Regions from separate parts of the Gossypium hirsutum genome. Here region 1 is linked to region 2. Evidence: chromatin contacts called from public Hi-C data. All regions are on one chromosome and are shown on one strand. Each heading gives the region's core, a stretch centred on a gene start, on an enhancer-like site or on the middle of the called end of the contact. The rest is flanking DNA. Distances are from core to core; before and after follow the strand shown.

The links. A called contact is a pair of places that touch in the nucleus more often than the background predicts.
Region 1: a Hi-C map of leaf shows a contact between it and region 2, with 2.9 times the contacts expected there. The contact joins the promoter of LOC107946943 here to the promoter of LOC121224577 in region 2. A contact is called at or near these places in 3 of 34 Hi-C or Micro-C datasets (hypocotyl and leaf).

Annotation. Positions count from the first base shown.
Region 1 is chrD12:57,957,167-57,963,181 of Gossypium_hirsutum_v2.1, forward strand. LOC107946943 (scarecrow-like protein 22) reads left to right here and starts at 3,096. Exons shown (of 1, transcript XM_041107403.1): 1 at 3,096-6,015. The coding sequence starts at 3,858.
Region 2 is chrD12:57,829,326-57,835,449 of Gossypium_hirsutum_v2.1, forward strand. LOC121224577 (probable lipid phosphate phosphatase beta) reads left to right here and starts at 1,817. Exons shown (of 2, transcript XM_041108040.1): 1 at 1,817-2,185; 2 at 2,368-2,778. The coding sequence starts at 2,033. The coding sequence ends at 2,640.

The DNA.
Region 1 (6,015 bases), core at 1,846-4,345, 130 kb after region 2:
ATTGTAATCCCCATCAAACAGTTAAATTCATTAAGTTATGTTATTTTCAAAATATGATAGTGGCAACATATTGTTATATATATAATGTCATATCAACTTACTATTTTCACATATTACTTATAAAAAATTCAACTATAGATTTAAAGATTGTCGTTTACCTTAAAATTAAAATTTCAAAATTCAAAAAATATAGAGACTAATAATGATCTAATTCAAGAACATAGACTAAATCTACAACTTTAGGCATAGTACAAGACTAATAGTAAAATTTAACCAAATAGATTTAACTACTACCATTTGGTTTGGATTGAAATTTTAAAATTTGAAAAGTGTAAGGACTAAAAATTGACCAAATTAAAGTATAGAGACTAAATTCACAACTTATCAGAGTACATGGACTAATAGCAGAATTTCAACCTTTTGTCATTTCCGTGCTTCTCCGGAAGCAAAACGTAGAGGGAGAAACAGAGGAATATCCAATATCGGAGCCCAAGTTCAGAGCAAAACTGGCAGCAAACTTTTTGTGGGCTGCTTTAGAAATATGTTAAAAGCAAAGATCAAATGGTGCTGAACCACATTTCAAAAACAAACAAAAAAAAGAGCCCAAATCTATCTTTATCCTTCTTCTCCGGTCCTCGTATTTTACATGGAAATGATGGCACCAAAAGAAAATATATGAACCAATATCCCTTCTAGTAATGTCTATATCTTCCTGTTATCTGGATACGAATATATAAGACTTGGGAGGATTCATTTTGAGTGTCTTAATTATTCTACTTGACCAAATCTAATCATTTTCAGACTATTTTTTGTTGTTAGAGAAACAAACAAGGAGAAAAAGGCACTTAATCTTCATTTCAGAGGGAACAAATAGTATGCAACATCCACAAAACAATTTAGCAAAGGGGAAGAAAGAAAGGTCAAGCAAGCAATGGAGACAAAGGCAAATTTAGACCAAACCAACAAGCAAAAACCCAGCCGAAAGCAAAGCTTTGTCTCCTCCTTTTGTTACCACTTTGGTTATAAGAGTTTTGTTAAGCTAATGAATTTGCTGGTGAGTGGTGACCATTCCCCGACATACACCCAACTCATCATGCCCTATTTTTATCTACTAAAGCCATCCATCACTTTCTAGTCATTAGCAATAATTGGTTAATTAATTAGTTTTTCTTTTGGTCCCGAATGTGGTCATTCTCAACTTAATATGTATGGTAACAGGAATTGGTTAATTAATTAAACAGTAGGGTTGAATGCAACTTTATCTGGTTACCTTATTCAGGCTTAAAGCCAGTCCTGATATATCATTATCATAATGGTTAAAAAGCTGACCAAAGTTACATGAATTAAAATATTACTATAAACAAAAAGGCTTCAGCTTTACAGTTTGAAAGGTCATTAAAGATGGGTAACATAGATTTAAGCATTCCAATGAAAAATCCAAAATAATTTAAAGGCATACAAAAAAAGATCTTGAAAGTTTACTGGTCTATGATGTGAAAACTCCAGCAAGAAAAAAATCTGCTTTGTTATGGTCCTACTCTCCTACTCCTGCTCCTCGATCCTATATGATGATTGAATCTATTTGTTAAAACTCTTGAGATTTGGTCCTTGGTAGATTCAATTTTAGTCCTTGGTAGATTCATGAATTTCATTAAGGTGAATGAATGTCAATAACAACATCGTATGTATGTTCATGTTATTTATAGTTGCTTTTCTAAAGCCAGCAAGCAGAGAAAAATAAATAAAATCATTAAGATCAATAAAATCATTAAGATCTTCAATGGGGACTGGTAGACAACTTTAAAGATCTTATATTATTATCAAAATGTAAATTAGAAATGGGGGCAATGTGTGGGACTGGGGTCCTTCAATATTTGGCCTTGATGAGAGGGAAGAGACCTGGTGAAGTCATGTCTTCATAACAATCCTGAAAACAACGAGAGGAAAGGAAACCAATAAAAATAGGAAAAAAAAACCCATAAAAATACTGTTGTGGGGACAAAGAGGACTAGAGCTGTGTCACTTTCCAGTTCATAAGATGGAAGGAGAGAGGGTTTGGTTAGGCATCACATGGAGCTGGACATAAAATAAAAACCCTTCTTCACCCTGACAAACATGTCCATATCATGTTTTTCCTATAAATTTCAAAGAAGTTTTGTCCCCTCCTCCCTACACAAATTACCCTAAATCTTGTTTTGTTTAATAAGTGTGTAGACAAGGGAGCTTGTCTTTTAGAGCAGTGCCTTGAATCCCAAATCCAACACTGCCAGTCATTGCGCTCTTACCTTTTAAGCTGAAAATATATGAAGGGTTTTTTTTGCAATAGATATTTTGTTCATTTTTAGCTGGCAAAGCAGATTGTAAGAAAAAGGGTCATAATCAAAATGGCTTGACTTTGAAAATTGAAGTGTTCAATAAGGCGAGGGCCCTTCAATGTTCACAAGCCAATGATATGGGCTTGTAGTTGCAGAGATGTAAAACTACTGCAAAGAGCGAAGGAGACAGGCCCAGAAGAAAATACATCATAGGGGCAAATCAAAATTACCAATCACTTGGATAAGTAATAAAGAGAAAAGATGTGGGTAATTGAGGGACAGTAAGAACATTAACTTTTTGGCTTTTTAATTTTTTTTACTTTTTACCTTCATTACATGTTACAACAAGGGGTCAGTCTGTCAGTGTAGGTGAAAAAACAAGTGTAAATCTTTCATTGATTTAGGTGCCCTGCCTTTAGCTCCACCTTAGCGGTCTGAAAAGTCCATTACAGAGATGTGCCTGCCACTGCGACTGTCACTGCCACAAGATTTTCATTTTTCATTTCACTGTTTTACGGATTAGTAGTAAGTAAATTTAATTACTAGGGCTTTATATTTATTTTTGGTAAAAAGAATAATTCTAACAACTCTACATCAGTCATTAATCAAATCAAATCAAATATTCTTGATCCACTACCAACAAAATATATATAGAAAAAAGAAAAAGTGAATATAGATTGGATAGTTTACCTCAATGTTTCTGCCAAAGAGCAAAAAGCTACCTATATTTTCTATTCTGATAATACTAAAAAAAAGGAGGGACCTGTTGTGTAAATTACAGTAGAAGAGTGCCCCAAAGTCCAAAAGGTCAAGATCATATGGAGTTTGCAGATTACCACTTACGTTATGAAATGTGCTGAGCTTTTAAGTATGGAATCAAGTAATTATGAGTTTAATCTATTTTATTATGCATTTATTATTTTTTAATAAGTATTACTTAAGCTACATACACAATCTGATTAAATCTGGGCAGGTAATTAACACTCTATTATCAGATAAATAATTATTCAAAAAAAAATAAAGAAAAAGCAAGCCAAAAAAGGAAAATATATGAAAGAGATGGAAAGATAGGAATACAGAGAGAGAAACGGGGAAGAGGAAGGGCACTTTATTCCTTTTTTTATGATACACGCATCCTTGGCAGAACAGCCAAGGGTACACAGTACTGCTACGACACAAGGGTAGAAGAGGACCAACAAGCAGCAGCTTCAGCCCATTAACTTCCCCCAAAAGAGAGGGAAAAAATAATTTCTTTGATGGAACTGAAAAATATAGATTGTTGGCAAGCCTGAGTAAGGGGGGGATAATAAGGATGGAGGTTAAGAGGGAGAAGGAACAAGGTGACGGATGACAAAAGGAGCTAGTTTGGTGAAATGGGTCTTTTTTCTTTTCTTTTTTTGGTCGAAGTTGGGGGAGATTGATTTTATGGCATGCAAAGAAAGGTTTTTTATGGTGCTGTTAGTAAAAATATTGTCTTTCTATTATTTCTGATTCTCCAAAAACTTAGCGTGTCTTTGTCTTTTCGTTTGTATTACAATACAAATGCACTTTGAGTTACAGGCTAAAGGGGCGGTGGAACTCCCGGGTTTTGCTTCGATTTGTCAACATAACAAGTGGATAAAGCAACGAGAAGCTAATAGCTTTAACTTTGAAAACAGCTTTTACTACAACAACGAACCAGAACCAACTTCTGTTCTTCATTTAAGAAGAAGCCAAAGCCCACCCACATCAGCATCCACTCTCTCTTCTTCTTTTAACGGCGGAGCCACCGGTTCTGGAGGCGGAGTCAGTTCCACCGGAAATACCAACACCACGGCGGCCACCATAGCACCTCCTGAGACTACAGCTCCAAACAATAGCAAAGAAGAATGGGCCTCGGAGCTTCAACCTATCCCGAGTGAACTAGACCTTGTTCCAGGGCCTGGAGGCTCTCAGAGATGCAATAGCGGATTGGAAGATTGGGAGACTATGCTGTCTGAGTCAGCCGTGTCTCTGAATCAAGACCACTCGCTTCTGCGTTGGATTGCTGGTGAGGTGGATGACCCTTCCTTCGGTCTCAAGCAGCTGCTTCAAAGTGGGAGTAGTGGTCCTAATCAGGGTGTTGATTTTGAAGGCAATGCAGGGGTGGGGGCTGTTGATCAGGGTCCAGCGTCTGACCCAATTGGTAGCCTAATTTCTTCTGGTTCTGGCAATGGGATTTCAAATGCTGCTCTTAATTTGGGAGGTTTTCCTGTTTCTGGGTTTGTGCCGAATGCCAACAATGAGAATGAACCAAGTTGTTCTTCAGTTGAGCTTGTTAACAATAGCAAGGTTCTCGGTGCTACTGTTGGGTCCAATTGTAACATTCAAAATCCATTGTTTAGCTCTCCGGCTAGCAATTTTGGCCTTCCTGTTTCTTTGCCTATCCTTTATCAACAGCAGCATCAAGAAGAGAAACCTCGGATTTTCATTGGTCCACAACAGCATCCCCAATATCCGAACTTTTTCCTGCCATTGGCTCAAGAACATCACCTCCTCCAGCCTTTACCACAGCGCCTCCATTCTGGTAACTTAGAACTTTCTTCTCAGATCCCAAAACTCCCCTTTGCTGATGCCGGGCATGAGTTGTTTACGAGAAAACAGCAACAGCATATGGGGTTTTCTCAGGGAGTCCAGTATGTTCCTCAGCAGCAGCCGCTGATGGTCGAAAAGAAGAGAGTGCTGGTCCCAGGAGAGGAGATGGCTCAGCCACAGCATCAGTACCAGTTACACCAGCAACAACAAGCCACATTGTTCGACCAGCTTTACAAGGCTGCTGAGTTGGTAGGGACTGGGAATTTTTCACACGCGCAATTGATATTGGCGCGGCTCAATCACCAGGTCTCCCCTGTAGGTATGCCCCTCCAAAGGGCTGCTTTCTACTTCAAGGAGGCTTTACAAGTACTTCTCCTCATGAATAACCCAGTCTCTCCCCCGCCTCCAAGGAGCCCCACCGCTTTCGATGTTATCTTCAAAATGGGGGCTTACAAGGTCTTCTCTGAAGTTTCTCCGCTCATCCAATTCGTCAATTTTACTTGCAATCAGGCTCTCCTTGAAGCTCTTGATGATACTGATCGGATTCACATTGTGGACTTTGATATTGGTTTTGGTGCTCAATGGGCTTCCTTTATGCAGGAGCTTCCCATGAGGAGTAGAGGAGCTCCCTCATTGAGAATTACTGCCTTTGCCTCCCCTTCAATGCACCATTCTATTGAGCTTGGGCTTATGCGTGATATTCTTATGCAATTTGCTAATGAAATTGGTCTAAGTTTTGAGCTTGAGGTGGTTAATTTCGATTCTTTAGATCAGAACCCTCATTCTTTGCCAATGTTTCAATCAAATGGAAATGAGGCAATTGCTGTGAATTTCCCTGTTTGGTCTTGTTCGAATCGGCCCTCTGCTTTGCCCCATCTTATGCGCTTTGTGAAGCAGCTTTCACCAAAAATTGTGGTGTCTTTAGACCAAGGGTGTGATAGAAATGATCTGGCATTCCCACAACATGTGATCCATGCCTTTCAGTCATATACAAACCTATTAGAATCACTTGATGCTGGTAATGCGACATCCGATGCTGTGAACAAGATTGAGAGGTTCCTTTTTGTACCAAGGATTGAAAGCAGCGTGCTGGGGCGTCTGCAAACACCTGAGAAGATGCCTCTTTGGAGCACACTTTTTGCCTCAG
Region 2 (6,124 bases), core at 567-3,066:
ATGCTTTTAATTTGGCAAAGATGATATAAATGATTATATTTTTAGTATTTTATCATTTATAATCTTTTATTATTTTACTTTCCAATTTAGTCCTTTTCTTTAATTTCATAAAAAATCACTTTACAAAAGTTGTTTATCTATCAACAACCTTTCATTTTCTACCATAAAACTTCATAATTCATCTATGTTCATCCATGGTAAAACCCTATTACCTTGATAACTTTGCAAATTAATGGCCGAGATAGCTAGATTAAGTTATTACGATCTCGGAAATGTAAAAATCATTAAAAACGGGGGAAAGATACTTACCTAATTAAGCAAAATAAGTTGGCTTGAGCTTACGTTTCCATGCTTTTAATTTGGGAAATATGATATAAATGATTATATTTTCAGTATTTTATCATTTATCATCATTTATTATTTTACTTTCCAATTTTGTCCTTTTCTTTATTTTATTTTCCATGGATGAATCATCATCCTTAATCACTAAGCATTCAAAACACTGATAACCACCATGCAGAGCCTCATACTTTATTCTACTACTCGTATATTCTTTATAGACTACTCTTTCTGAGTTCAACATGCAAAGTCATATTACTAACCCATACATGCAATAAACATTGAGCAGATCCAAGTAACAACCTCCAACTTAAAGGAGAAAGAAATGTTTTTGGTTCCAGAAAAATTCAGATAACAATATTTTAGAAGAAGGAAAAAGAAGAATAATAACCCTTTATCTCTAAACTCATACACTTATATAGGTATTCCAATTTCTCTTATAAGAGCCCAACACTTGTCACCTGAATTCAGAGCTTGTTTTTCATAATGGCCTACAAAATCTAATTGACTCCTAACTAGATTACCTTATATCATAACTTGAACAGTACTTTAGACATATAGGTACACTATACCTCTAGCGTGAACTCATACCATAACTACTTTTTTACTCTGCTATTATCATTAACTTACACAAAGATTTGTTAGATCTCGACGGACAATACCAACATCTCCTTGAGTGATCAAAATCACCTCAACAAACAAATATCTACTTGTCCCTCTCTACAAAAAAAATTATTCTCTATAAAAAGTCTAATTGGGCCCTTTCTTCTATGGTTGGAAATGAGAGTATTATTAGAATAACATTGAATCAAGAGGTAGATCCAAAGAGTAATTTGTGTGCGTTTATATTTGGAGGATTCTAAATTTTCTTTAAATTCTATGAGAGGTGCAGTGAAATTCACATGACCCTTAAACCCTAAAGGTTAATAGTTGGTCCCATGCCATCTTTATTGTCCATGTTATTGAGAAATTCCTATCTAGCTAATCGGATGTGACCCCTCGAATCTCCTTGTTCATATTTGGCCATACAATTTGGTTATGTGTACTAAAACCTCTTTGATTTGATCTAATCATTTAAACCTTCCTCACTTCCATTTTTTCAAAATAAGTAGAATGTTATTGCATGTTTGAAGTTTGCAAAAAACAAATGGATAATCTACTAGATATAATGCTGATGGTATGTCAAAAAGTACATACTTTATCTCATGGTGTAGTTTTAACAAGTTGGAGCTATTATTATATTCGGCTGACATGTTTAAATTTGATTAGATTAAATGCCCAACAAATTCTTTAGTACATGAAATTAAAGTTACTAATTTGGTATTTTAGGTATTAAACGTTTCAATATTTACATTTGCATAGCTCAAGTGTTTAATATTAAACTGCTTAATTCAATTTGGTGAATGGAAAAGTTTTAAGCTACAAAACAGTAATTGGATGGATGGGTATGGTCTCATATTTGGGATAATAAAGATGGTGATCCAATATATCTTATTATATCCATTAAATTGTCCAACAAAGCCCATAACAAGACACTGATAATTAGCCCGAAAAGGCCCATATTATAAATGGCACCCTTATCATCCAATCAGACCCAAACAGGTAATTGTATGAAAGAATTCACGTTTTAACTGTAAACTGTATTTTGTGAGAGTTAACCGTCCACTCACTCAGCTACCTACCCACGCCGCCAATGGGATTGCCGGAAACAACCACTAAATCATCCTCATCTTTCTTGAAGGCCCTAATAACCATAGACGCCTCAGTTTTACTCTTCCTCCACACAATCTTCAAGCCTATCCTCCCAATTTTCCTTCTCCTCCTCCTCGAATACTCTGCCGATTTCTAGTTTTCCTTCCATGTTTCCCTCTCTTTGTTCCTCGTTTCCTCTTTCTTTTCCTTTCTATTCATCCTTTTCATCTTCGGCCACCTTCTCGACCTCGATTTGATTGGCCTCATCAAACTAACCTTCCGTCGTATCCGTCCTCATTACAACCCAAACACATCCCCCGCTGTTCACGCTGATAACTTCTCTTTCCCAGTGGCCATGCTTCAAGGGTTATGTTTTTAGCTACTCTCTTCCCCCTTATTTATCAAAACCACGGGGGACTCATTTTGGATTTTATTCTACGGTGGGTTAAATTTGAACCCGGTTTGTTTCTATTTGGCGTTTGGGTTTGGGCTATACTGACTGCTATTTCAAGGGTTTTGCTTGGAAGGCATTTCCTTTCCGATGTTTTGGTTGGAGCGTTTGTTAGGGTGCTTGAAGGGATTGTTGCGTGTCGGTTTTTGAGATTTTAGAGAGCATTCTAGAAGGTATGGGGTTTGATTTTTTGTTACTAATGTTTGTACTTTTTACATGGGGGAATTGTTTTGCTTTGTAATAATTGATTTCAAAGTTGTTGATAATTGAAATTCATACTATGTATTTTAAGCTAATTATTTATCACTCTTTGGATTTATTTCAAAATTGTACAATTTATAAGCTTGAGAACTGTTTGCTACAATGTTTCTTTCGCTTTCATGAAGCGTAAGGTTACATATGGTTTCATTTGCCAGACGATATTCTAAATGAGTTTTCCCAGATCATTTTGGCATATTTGCTTACCATAGTCACGTTTTGATGGTATTTTAGTCCTTGATTGGCTGAGGGAAATCATTCTTTTTATGAACACAATATGTTTTGTTATTAATTGAATGAAGCTAGTAGCATAATTCCTTATGTAAATCAACCTAGTCATGATCCAGATGGAGTTTGATTGATTCTATAAAAATCGGTCGCCCCCTTTTGAGTTGATAGAGATACTTTCCTATAAACCATTGAATCATGATTCAAGTTACAAATGTGTATTCTACTACTATTATTTCACACGTGAAGGGTTTGATTGTAAGGATGTTTAATCGATTTGTATGTATTTCTTACTGCAATATTTTGGTTAAGAAGGCTGATATATTTTTATATGGTAATTATTTTATGCACTTGATAACTTATAATTTAGTTAAACATGATTAGTTTGCCCTCTAAGATCATTTCATAATCGTAAAGGATATATACAGGCAGGAATGTATTGTTCAATATTTCAGTTGCTTCATTGCTATGGCTTTCTGTAGGTGCATTTTTAATAAAACAGATGACCATTGTTATTGCATTTAATTGGAAGTTTTCCTCTTCATTATTGAATTGTTGACAACTATGGAAAAAGATTACTTGGATTTCCTCGTTTCTTTCATTAACAATGTCATGAATGCCAATTTTAAGTTATTTTCTTTTATCTATTTATGGGGTTTAGTTTTGTTGCTAAATTTTGTACTTACTGTTTACATGGGGGAATTCTTTTGCTTTGTAATAATTGATGCAAAATTTGCTGATATTTGAAATTCAAACTATGTATTTTAAGCTAATCAATTATCACTTTTTCAAAATTTTGTTTTGTTGAAAAATTTTGAAGGTCTTTTAGTTTTTGGTTGGATGAGGGAGCAAGTTCTTTGTATGACCACAACATGGTTTGTTGTCAATTGAGTGAAGTTAGTAGCATAATTCCTCATGTAAATCAACCTAGTCATGGTCCAGCACTTTATTGATGTTGAGGAGCTGGAGTTTGATTAGTCGTATAAACTCGGTGACCTTTTCATAGAGAAGCTTGTGTATCAACCATTAGAAATGACTATTCGATTTAAAAATGTGTTTGATAGTAGGGATGTTTAGTCAGTTTGTATATATTTTCTTACTTCCAAGATCATTTCATAATTGTAAAGGATTTGTACATCAAGGAAGGTATTGTTTGATATTTCAGTTGCTTCATTGCTATAGCTTACTCTAGGTGTGTTTTTTCATAATGTAGATGATCTTCGTTACAGTAATTAAATGGAAGTTCTCTCATTCATTTTAAATCGTTGACAATTATGCAAACAAATACTTGAATTTCCTTGTTTCTTTCATTAAGTGATGAAAGATGCCAGTTTTAAGTTCTTTTCTTTTCTTTTATCTATTAACGGTACCCCGCTTTTAAAACCATATAAAAATCTTCCATCAAAAGATTTATCTCTGAAGTGTTTAGTGATGGATATATCTAGTTGGTAGTGTTAAATGAAATTTATTGTTCTCTTTTCGTAGACCAGCTTTACTAGTGCCTGTTGTTACAATAATTTCAATCCCCTTTGATTGATCCAAGGTGATTTGTTTTTACCAGATATTATTAACATATATAACAATTGTCTTTGGTTATTTTCTGATAAATATTTGATTAACATTTTCTTTGAGGTCTAACTAGACCAACAGGTAACGAAAATCATCCATCCTAGATTGAGAACAGTTTTTTATATTTTTCTTGAAACATTTTTTAGTTATTCAATTTCAGTTTCTTTGTGCAAGTAAACATGTAAAACCTACTTATAGGCCTTATAAACTTAGTACATATTCCTTTTCAAGAAAATTTTGTGTCATTGCCTTGTATAGAATCACTTATTAGGTTGTTATTGGACCAACGTTAATGCTGGCAGTAGTGAACTTTACGGCAAATAATAAAGGTTCTATCGCAAGTTGGACTAAGCCAGATGTTTCAATCTAACTGTTGCTTATAGTCCATATTTTTCAAGAGCTTGCCTTCTTCTTCTTAGCCCATACTTGGTATTTGAGAATTGAGAATAGTGGATGCTGGGTCTAAATGGAAACAGTTTTTCTCAGAGTTTCTGATCAAACAATTCTTTTTGTTCCATAACAGGTTTCTAGGTAAAACAACAGTCCTCTTTGCAAATACATATTTCACCCTGCTATTTTGGTGTATTTTATTTTATTTCTATGGTATTGATGTGAAGGTGATGTAGCTCATTTGTCGTAGCTCCGACTGGTTTGTCCTTTTCTTAGTAAATGGGGTTGACCATCCTTTTAGTCTTGCTACAATTGTTGTATATATTTGAGAAGAGATATTTGGTGTGTCCAAAGATAAGTATACACCTGTCACTTGCAGATACTGAGAACAGAATATGTTAGTAGGTGCACAACATCAAGGTTGCATACATTAGCTATATATCATATTAAGGCAGGAGTGAAGATGTCTGGAAAGACACTTCAACTAGTGTTGTAAAAGGCTTTAATAACATGTATATTTCTTTGGTTGCTTAAATTTTATATCAACCACTCGTAGCTATATAATTCAAGCCACTTAATGCTATTATTGAATTCAACTGTGACATCAAACCGATGAGGTTTTTTATTTACATCTCTGATACCAACAAATTAAGGAAGTGAATTTTTATAGCTAAGAACATTGTGGGGAAATAGCATCTCAGTCAATAACTTGTCCATTTCCTCATGATATGGATGTCTGTCGAAACTGACATACTACCCTGCAACTAGGCACATGTCATGTTTTGTAACACCCCTTACCCGTATCCGACACTGGAATAGGGTATGAGGCATTTCTAGAACACATACACTTGCGAACGTATTTAACCGAGTTATAAAATTTCATCTAAATTAAAACTTTCAAAATTATTAACATGCTTTTATAACTCTTCACAATATATCCTCAAAACATTATAATCATAATAAAATTGGGCCTACGAGACCCGATACATACTCATGCAATTCAATGCTTCGTTTCCATTTCATTCAATTCGCAATTTCTCATGCTCACAATTTAAATCATATCACTAGCAATTTCCATTTAATTCACGTACAATTTAATGTCACTAAGTTTAAGACTAATACATATTTACCATTTAACTCAACGTTTATCGATTATACCATTCATTAACACATTTATGAAATTCTCAATTTTGCAAT